2 separate regions of the Xenopus tropicalis genome follow, and region 2 is linked to region 1. A link is a contact called in public Hi-C data. All regions are on one chromosome and are shown on one strand. The core of a region is the stretch at or near the end of the contact, and the rest is flanking DNA. Distances in the headings are between cores, read along the strand shown. Region 1 overlaps ahnak (neuroblast differentiation-associated protein AHNAK). Region 2 has its middle 17 kb from the start of eef1g.

The links. Hi-C and Micro-C count contacts between places; a contact is called where the count stands out from the background.
Region 2: a contact with region 1 is called in a Hi-C map of gastrula embryo, with 2.6 times the contacts expected there. The contact joins two enhancer-like sites. A contact is called at or near these places in 5 of 5 Hi-C or Micro-C datasets (brain, gastrula embryo, liver and 2 more).

What each region holds. Positions count from the first base shown.
Region 1 is chr4:36,705,045-36,710,179 of UCB_Xtro_10.0, reverse strand. All of the region lies in intron 1 of ahnak (neuroblast differentiation-associated protein AHNAK), which reads left to right. Among named protein-coding and RNA genes, the nearest start is that of ahnak, 18 kb to the left of the region's middle. Within about 2 kb of position 2,174, at least 3 of the 11 cell types and tissues checked have an H3K27ac peak or open chromatin away from gene starts, as enhancers often do. A contact at or near this core is called in gastrula embryo and neurula embryo, where this site is marked.
Region 2 is chr4:36,789,618-36,794,752 of UCB_Xtro_10.0, reverse strand. No RefSeq gene overlaps it. Among named protein-coding and RNA genes, the nearest start is that of eef1g, 17 kb to the left of the region's middle. Within about 2 kb of position 2,827, at least 5 of the 11 cell types and tissues checked have an H3K27ac peak or open chromatin away from gene starts, as enhancers often do. A contact at or near this core is called in gastrula embryo and neurula embryo, where this site is marked.

The sequences.
Region 1 (5,135 bases), core at 925-3,424:
AGTCTCCGTCACTGAGTGATCCAGCCAGTTGTCATACAGTTCTTATCAGAGCATGTGCATTTAGCCCAATGTGCCATTGCCCTAAGCAAAGCTGCAATTTATTTTACAGACCTTTGTGCATTTACTGCTTCTCTATGTCTTGTGTTTATTATTTTTAGCAGTTTGATACAAACACTTTATGGAGCTACTAAAGTCTCTAAATTGAAAGTATATTCATCTGTATTTAATTGCATGTTTGTGTGCCATTGCTTTCATCTAGTTACAGTCTGCTTCCTTTTCAGTCATCCACTGATACATAATGGTTTTTATTTCCACTGCTTTGCCATCTAAGACAGAAGCATTCACAGTGTGGGTTAGTGCCTAGGGTTTGTGTACAGTTTTAGACATAATATATATAGATTATAGATATTAGAGAGCAGTGCCAAGAATTCTTGGATTCAAGGTTCGATTCCATCCCGGGCACAGGGAGTTTGCATGTTCTCCTTATGCTTGGGTGGGTTTTCTTCTATACTCAAACGGTTAAATGAGTCCTGATAACAACTGAGTGAGTACGATAGGGAATTTAGACTGTAAACTCCACTGGGGCAGGAGTGTGGAAAATATCTATGCCATATACATGAAAGATTATTATTATGAAAATTTCTGTCTTCAAGGATGCCCCAAACCGTTGCACAGTGGTAGCCTGGAATCAGGATTAAAATACAAAGCAACTATAAGGATAGCAATAACATGTTTCAACACAACATTATGTCATAACTTGCATGGTATACAGCATTTTAAAGCTGTTTCATTAAACTTTTCTTTTAAACTGTTATTTTATTTATATGAGACACAAGGTTTGGGGCAGTTGTTTGTAACACTAGTAAACTGTAGTTGCAGTATTTTTCATAATCTTTAAGTACTTGCAGTTAGATGCCATTAACATAATCTTTCAGTTTACATATAGGTATAAATGGGTTTCTTTACATTAGCTAAGACATAGTGCACCCCACATGGTGAGTATTGTGGACTGGTGCTCAGTGCACCAACTGGTGATCTAGTGCATGGACTGCACTTCTACCTAAAAGTATATTTATGAAAGAACTTAAGGGCAGTTGAAAAAAAAACTCCAAAATCCCACACAAGTGATTGACCCATGGTGAACTGTAGCAATCTGTATTTTCATTCTTTCGTTTTTAACCAGAAAGTAATGTAACCATTACCTACTTTGAACCACAGTGTAGCAAGGAACTGGAATGAAGTAACTGGTGTGGTTGAAAGGGAAATGTATTGTGTTACATTTGGTTTGCATTCACTTATGGACAAAGGTTATCCTGTACAAAGATCCTTTTTATCTTATATCTGTGTAAATATAAGTCTAACATGAAGTGATGTGTTCAATATTTTCATTAGACCAGGAGCAGTCAGCACTAGGGGCTCCTCAGGACAGGAAGCCCCTTTCTCAACACAGACTGTGCTCCTGTTGATAAGTAATGTAATTGTGACCCATTATTATATGTTTTATATATTTATTTTATCCTGCTCTGCCCTGTTGCTAATCCTGGCAAGACCCCAAGTAAACTGAAGAGGTCGGCAATTTCTCACAAAATACAGAGTATGTATGCTGGCTAATGAAAGGCAAATTCTCTTTTGAAAGACAATTGCCATTTGCAGTAATCAGCAGAAAAAAAACTACTGTGGGAATCCAGTACGATTTCCTACTTGCAGACATTGCCTTTTGACCCTTAACTCTTGAATGTAAATCCAAGGGGCAATTTGTTAATTGTTTTATTCAGGCCGAAGCCTACCTCGGCTTTGACTGACTGAGGCATGTATCCTCATACTTTGCGGTTTGGGAGAAAATTCAAAAAGCTCCAAAAACAGGGAGCACCATATCTGACACATAGTTACCCCCCCCCCCAACGAATTTGCATTAACTTTAAGTCACAGTGTAGATAGGTACTACACTGGGGCTAATTCCTTATTGAACAACTGCACTCTCACCCAATAGCATGTATGGTATATCCCGAGACATGATAATTACAGTTACTTTGAGTGTAATATTTAGTATAATCATAGCTTTTAAATGACTTTAACCCCTTAGCTTCCTGCTGTACATAGTGTGCTCCGTATACATGCTTAGGCCTGCCTGTACATTGCTGAGGTGAGTGATGAGGGTGGTGAGAGTACTTTGTTGTTTGCCCTAAAGCTGCCCCTCCTCCAGCACATTAGGAATGTAACTCTCCTGGACCAGGAAATAGGATAACAGTGTGAGAATTGCCTTTCTGCTTTAAGGCCTAAATAGAATACCAGTGGGCCATTATTTCTGCATGGGGGAGGGCACACACATTTGGCACATATGTATACAATTAAGTTGTCTCCCAGGAAGTATGGCAGCTCACACACATTTAAGGAAGCTGCTTATTTGTATTCAGACAGATTCAGCTCCTCACCTGTTGTTACATATGTGCAAGCTCATAAGGCACTCCTTTTTGTGAGAAATAGTGTAAGTGGTGGTAATGCAAGTAGTGTCCACTTTTGTTAAGTAAAAACTATGTGGTTGGAGAAAGAACCCCACTATTGCACTGCCGCAGTATTTTACAGGATAAGGGGGTACTGCTGTCAATGGGACTGCTGGTTTCCTGGGTGCCACCGTGGCCCTCGTTGAACAAGGTTTGGCTTTTATAGCAACCATAAACACTCCTTTCCTGAACCTCTTTCTCTTAGTGTCCCTTGGATGTCTCTTAGACACTCGATCCCCATTGCCCCTGTGCCCTGACACATGTGACAAAGATGAAAATAGCGTCAAAACATTCCATGAAAACATTCCACCTCTCACGTTACCTGAAATTCAGCTATGACATTCACAGCAAGACTGTCTTACTGAACCCATTTTATTTTTCCATTTCTCCTTTTTCTTCCTCCACCCATATATACACACACCTGATTTTTTAATCGCAATATAAAGGCTGCCTTTTTGATCCAATACTGATATGGATAGTGAGTAAGTTCTACATAGAGATCACTTATTGTACAGCCAGCTGGCAGGATCTGGTCACACACTGGGACACATGAAATACAAATTACACTGTACATACCAGACTGGCACAAAAAACTAAGTTTTTATACAAAAATGTTATTCTTAAAATATTCTTAAAACTTGACCCTGATAGAAAATGATGTATTAAGTATGGGCAAGTGCCATTGTGGGGTCAGTGGAGGAGCAAAACACAGCTCTTCATCTACTGAGGCTGCAAACCCTTAGTTTTCTGTGAGAGATGCCAGTCACAATAGCCGCAGGGCAGTTACTATGACCTTCCTGGTATGTTGTTGCCTTTGGAGTACTGTACAAAAATGATTCTGATCCTCTAACAGGTGTTGTCCTTAAATGTTTCAAATAGAATGAGCACAAAACCATATACACAGCTTAAAACTGGAGTACCTGAAAAAGGGCAGACCAGCAATTGGGGATGACCTCTAAAAAATAAGTATCCTAATTTATCCTCATTTTGCTGCTAAGCAAATGAGGCCTGGCTGAAATGGCTGTGGTTATGGGCTTCTCTTCACATGGTCTGCGTGTGGCTCAAATAGATTTAACTGGAGCCAAATGGAAACTTTTGGGTGGACAAATCAGGCAGAGAGATCCCCTTGTTTGCCGACCTCCTGAGACAAGCTGTTCTTCCCAAATCAGTGGTATTTTGTAATGTTTACTTTTGTTTGTTTTTGCCTGCCCAGCTTGCCACCTTCCACTTACTAGGTACCACGTAATTCTCCAGGCACCAGCTGTGATTATTGCCATTATTTTCTTCCTTTGTGCGTTATAAAATAGAGACAGCCAAAATTGCTCCCACCTTTATGCACTTACGGATGATCTAGTGGAATTTTGGGGGTGGGTTGGAAAAGTTCTTCAGGGACAGGGAATTATTCCTCTCTTGAAAACAGTAAAATAAAGCAAATGCCTAATGCAAGAAATATTTTCCTCTTATTAGAGTATGGAGAGAGGGGGAAGGAGTTTATCAGCTGCAGATGTTAAAGACGTGTGTGGAAGGCAGATCTTCTCCTCCAACTTTTTTCCCTCCTCTCTTTCTGTAATCCGAGAGGTATATGTGGCATTATACATGGATAAACCAGCTCTGCTGGATCATACAGCCTCCCCAGCATGTCTCTGCACGGCCTCCCTGCATTCCTGCACCTCAAAGCGCCTCTGTTCACAGAACACAACAATCCTGCTTTGTTCTAGACCTCGTTTTTTTTTTTATTTTCAAATGACCCCCCTTTTTTGGGGGGGGGGGTTTGTAAAGAAAAAAAAAAACCTGGCAAATTCGCCCACCCTTATGCCTTGCTTTCTTGCAGTATATCCCTTCCCCACCCAGCACTAATTTAACTGACAGGAATCTGATGTCTTACTCTCCTAAATATGTATTCTGCATGTATGGTTCTATCTATATAGTATACAACTTTATGCTCACGGCAACAATTTATAGGAAAAGCTCCCATACGGCTAGCAGACATTAAATTGGCCTGTAAATTAAAGGAAAATGTTTTGATATAATAAGACCAATGGCACACGGGCCATTTCTGAGCATTCATCGATAGACCCCCAAGCTCACTGCCACGGTTTAGGCATTTACCCTTTAAATCAGAGGATAAGCAATTCCAGACTGTACTCCAGCTGAGCTGGAAGTTGCACTGGGATAAAACTCTGGGCATCTGCTCTAATGAAGCTCTTAGTGAGAGAACTGTATTTCATCCAGTAATTGGGAGTTCTAGGGTGTGGTTATAAGTCTTTTCTGAGAGTGGACAAGATAATGCAGAACTTGAAATCCAGCCATCATGTTTTGCAGTTAGCAAAGCTCTGTATTTTATTGTGTCTGCATGGGCATTTTGTTGTGCAGAAATGAAAGAAAATGGCTTCCAACCTTTCACGGAGCATTATTCTGGTGCAGTGATTATTTTGAAAATGTTAGTATATGTTGCAGCTTTCTCAGTGAAACAAGGGTACTCCCATGCACTACCTTTCCCTACTATGTGCACACAAATAATTGCCTTTTCTGTTCCATTTCTAAAATGGTCTAGTGTGTCCAGAGCAATAATGAAGTATGTTGTGTGTGCTAGTGTTACACTGCAAACATGGCTTCATTGTACAAGAGGCACTC
Region 2 (5,135 bases), core at 1,578-4,077, 84 kb before region 1:
GATGCCAAACCACATGCACGCAGCTAAGTGACTCATTCATGGGCATGACTATCATTATGGATACTAATTGCATAGAAGGACACAGCATGCTCTGGGCACTCCAAGCTGTAAATACTGTTGATTGTAAAATTCTGGTAGTTGGCTGGGTCAGGTGGTCCTTGTGCCCTAACATCCTTGTTGCTTTACTGAATACACAAAACATCACTGTCAGTTTATATGGCAAACACTGAGTTTACAATTGGTGCTGACCTGCTGGCACTGACAGTCCTGTGCATCCCTGTGCTGCGTGCAGACATTGCGGTGGTTTGGAAGTAAGGGACACTGCTCTTGTTGGCAACCTGGTTACATTTCTGAATTTATCAAATCTAGACTAACATGGTAGATAAAAGTAGGGGGGCTGAAAAATCAACTACCTTTCTTTTGGGCAACAAAAATAGAGGCAGGTCACAAGCAAAAAAGTACCCAAACCATTTAACCCTGAACTAGGCTTACTACAACCAACTCTGTCCCCATTGCACCCAGTGTGCTTATTACCCACCCACCATCCCTATCTAGCAGCAATAATCTCAAGAGGCACTGGAGACTATTGAGACTCAAAAGTGTAGAGCGGTTTTATCCTCGTGTCATAAAAAGTTTAGTCAGCTTGTACCGGAGATATCGTTTAAGTGGTGCACTTCAAACAGTGTCAGCGTTGCCACTCATCTGCTGTTTCATATATTATACCCAGGATAATGAATTTTTAAAATAACTTGTGTTAATGATAGATGTAAAAGTTTGTTTTAATGTTCTGTCCCTGTGACAATCTGCATAAATGGGTGGGAAGATGTACCTTTTCTGTCCCTGTGGTGGGGCTTCTTTTTGCCCTACAAACATTTTTCTGGGCTTCAAAATAAGCCCTGCATTTCAAGTACACAGAGGCCCAAACAGCCCCCCACCAGCCCAATAAATAATGTCTTACAGCACTGAAATGTGTACAAACTGGCCTACCTCTAACCCTTCTTAGAGTTCACCAACAGAGCTCTTTGGCTTCTCCAATCCCAACTCCGAGGCAGATATAATTTGTTAGGAACACATGGAATAGGTTTATTAAGTGCCTAATAATAAAATATAACACTTGCACTATACAGGTCACTAAAACCACAGCACTATGACACTAACCCTACACTCCTGACCACCCCACCCTAACCCACAGACACAACGTCACACATGCCAGGAAAATTGCACTATACCCCACCACACGCTGGTAACAGAATACAACCATTTTTAGTAACTTCTGACAGCGCCAAGGCACATTCTGAGGATGCCAGAATACAACATAACACGCACTAAAGGCACTATATTAGAACTGCACAAGCTCGTAACACTATATGACACGGAGACCTTCTCTAGTACCCTTCCACTTCCATACAGAATGCTTAAGTAATCTCATCCAGGACTGGCCAACTAAAAGCCTTTGGCAATCCAAGGGATTCTTCTAGTCTCCTATAGATAAGGCTCACACAGTTTATTGTTGTTCGTTTTTTGTTTTTTTTGTTATGTATGCCTTACAATATTCCATATTACACAAGTGACTGTATATGCATAAATCACACTGGAAAAACATTGCAAAAGGCACCAAATGATGTCTCTATGAGTTATTCACAAGCATCTGTTGACAAGTTGTCAACCTGCAATTAAAATTAGTCTCTTTTTTGTTTGTTGGGGGGTGGTTGTTGTGTGACAATATTACCTGGTTGTTTGTCTTTGTGCCATGTGACACTAGTTTTAGATTGTAAGTTCTTGTGAGCAGGGCCCTTTGATCCTATTTCTATTTTGTACGCTTTGTTTATTAACTTATTGTAAGGCCAGGTTGCTGCGTAACTGCATGCCACTATATAAATAAATAAAAATTATAACAATGATGATGAATGGAAGAGATCCTAGACTCAGTAGAAAGGAAGGCTTGGTTTAATCCACAGATCATAAAAGCCTGGATCCTGGGAAAAACAAACAGTTAATTGCTGATTAATTAGACCCAGTGCAAAACTGTTTGCATAATATCAAGACTGATTACAGGGAGATTCTGGAATCCCATCAATGGCTTCTATTAAATTCAGATGCAATTTGGGCAGAGGGCACTTCATGTCTCAACTCAACCAAAGTTACCACCTATAATAATGCACTTGTGTTGTGTAGTCGCACTCTTAGTAATCACATCGCCTTACATATTTTCCTACCAACATTTCACTTTGGGCCTTACCTGCCCATCAGATTATGACTAACTACACCCAGATTTATCCCAAATAATCCTAAAGATTTTATATAATCTTATTAAGAAACTAGTAGTTGCTGGACCCTGTGGCTGCTGGGAAGTCCAGGTATATAGAGGACCCAATGAGAGACCTGAGTTAGACACAGGTTGAAAAGGCATAACAAACAGATCATAGGAGTAGGGGATAATAAAAAGGTTTTGCCACCACTGGCAAAACACCCAACAATATCTTTCCATTGCAGCCGCCATAAATGGACACTGGTAGGTCAGTGTAATTGTACAAATGTGCAAAGATTCATAGTGCAAACACTGACAACCCCTCAGTGATTTACTTTGCCCACAACTCAAGATATTTCAGGTGCTTTGCTGTCCAGGAATTACTGCGGGTGCCAAAACCCCTCCTTGTGTCATTGCCCTTACAGATGTATATTGAATACTTGCTCCACTGAAGTCAATGAAACAAATATAGGCAACAGCTACAAATCTTTGGGCTTGCACCTCACATGAGGGCGAGTAGCTAGTTGTACACCCCCTCCTCCCAACACTACACTACATCAATTAACCTTAATGTGCAAGCCATGGAGCTGAGAACACAGTCCTTTCCTCTCCTTTATCTCTTGCCCCTTCCCCCTCTGCCTGCAGGTTGGAATGAGAAAGGAACATTCCGCAGAGGCTTGGCATTCCTTCCTGAGGATTCACTTCCCCAGCATTCCCCTGGGCTCACCTCCTTTTGCCTACCTGCCTCATCTGTCCAATTGAATATCTGCAGACCCAGAAAAATTGCAGTTATTACAGATCACTTGTATTCATAAGGCAGACCTAAAAGAAAGATTTGTAGCAGATGTTTTGGGACAGACTTTATCTAACTCCCATCATGAGTCTGACAATGAGAAGCAAAAGTCTATCAGACTTTATCATCAGGTGATCCTTATGTTGGATCTGTCAGGCACGTGCAGCTAGCATGTGAAAGGCTGACCCATCCCACAAACCCATCTACCCTGATTGCTAACAGTGCATTGCTTAATATTAATTAATTGGAGTCCCCCAATTTGTTTAGCAGACTGGCCCTGGTGGTTCTGATGGTTAAAACAATGCAATGCTATCTTCTGCTACATTGTTCCAAGCAACAGTATCAGCAGTGAGGAAAGGAACATACATACTCCTTTCAATTACAATTATATTTACAAATAACTTTAAAACCACTGATAAAGGTTAATGAAAGTTACTTTGAATTACAATTTTCTTTTTGGGTTTACATGCCCTTTAAACTATTAGGACTCATGGAAGCTTGAAAGGCTAATAGGGAAGATGTTGCCCCTTTAGGAGTGGCACAGTCATGCTCTCTGCTAAAGGTAAAGCAAGCTCTGTCGCCCTAAAGTACATAGGTGGCGCTCATATATAACTTTATGTTACCAAGGAGGAACCTACATGGCCTCCAGGCTTCAGGCTCATTGCATATGTTATTGTGTTCAGATTAATGTAATGGAAACATTAGCCTAAATCAGTTAAAGAACTATATTTACCTGGCTGCTTTTAAGGTATTTACTGCAATTTGTGAACAGTACAAGGCATTAGGGAGAAGGTGTGGCTCAGTAAATAGGTCGCCGGCTATGGCACTGAATTCCCATTCACGAAAACCTGACTTCAATGAATGTGTTAACCTGTAGGACAAGTCTCATCTGGTCCCTGTGTCTCAGGAACTAAAGGCTAGAGTGCAAGTCCTGTGGAATGCAGTCATTTTTATTCCTAGAAATATTCTGTGTGCACTGCTATGTGGTGATAAGATGCAGCAACAAAGCTACAACTGGTAGCATTAATGGTGCAGGATGAACTGCTAGCATTTTTGGTGCAGGATGAACTGGTAGCATTAATGGTGCAGAATGAACTGCTAGCATTCCTGGTGCAGAATGAACTGCTAGCATTAATGGTGCAGAATGAACTGCTAGCATTCCTGGTGCAGAATGAACTGCTAGCATTAATGGTGCAGGATGAACTGCTAGCATTAATGGTGCAGGATGAACTGCTAGCATTCCTGGTGCAGAATGAACTGCTAGCATTAATGGTGCAGTATGAACAGCTAGCATTCCTGGTGCAGAATGAACTGCTAGCATTCCTGGTGCTGGTGCAGAATGAACTGCTAGCATTCCTGGTGCAGGATGAACTGCTAGCATTCCTGGTGCAGGATGAACTGCTAGCATTCCTGGTGCAGGATGAACTGCTAGCATTCCTGGTGCAGAATGAACTGCTAGCATTCCTGGTGCAGGATGAACTGCTAGCATTAATGGTGCAGGATGAACTGCTAGCATTCCTGGTGCAGGATGAACTGCTAGCATTCCTGGTGCAGAATGAACTGCTAGCATTCCTGGTGCAGGATGAACTGCTAGCATTAATGGTGCAGTATGAACAGCTAGCATTCCTGGTGCAGAATGAACTGCTAGCATTCCTGGTGCAGGATGAACTGCTAGCATTCCTGGTGCAGGATGAACTGCTAGCATTAATGGTGCAGGATGAACTGCTAGCATTCCTGGTGCAGAATGAACTGCTAGCATTAATGGTGCAGTATGAACTGCTAGCATTCCTGGTGCAGGATGAACTGCTAGCATTCCTGGTGTAGGATGAACTGCTAGCATTCCTGGTGCAGGATGAACTGCTAGCATTCCTGGTGCAGAATGAACTGCTAGCATTCCTGGTGCAGAATGAACTGCTAGCATTCCTGGTGCAGGATGAACTGCTAGCATTAATGGTGCAGTATGAACAGCTAGCATTCCTGGTGCAGAATGAACTGCTAGCATTCCTGGTGCAGGATGAACTGCTAGCATTCCTGGTGCAGGATGAACTGCTAGCATTCCTGGTGCAGGATGAACTGCTAGCATTCCTGGTGCAG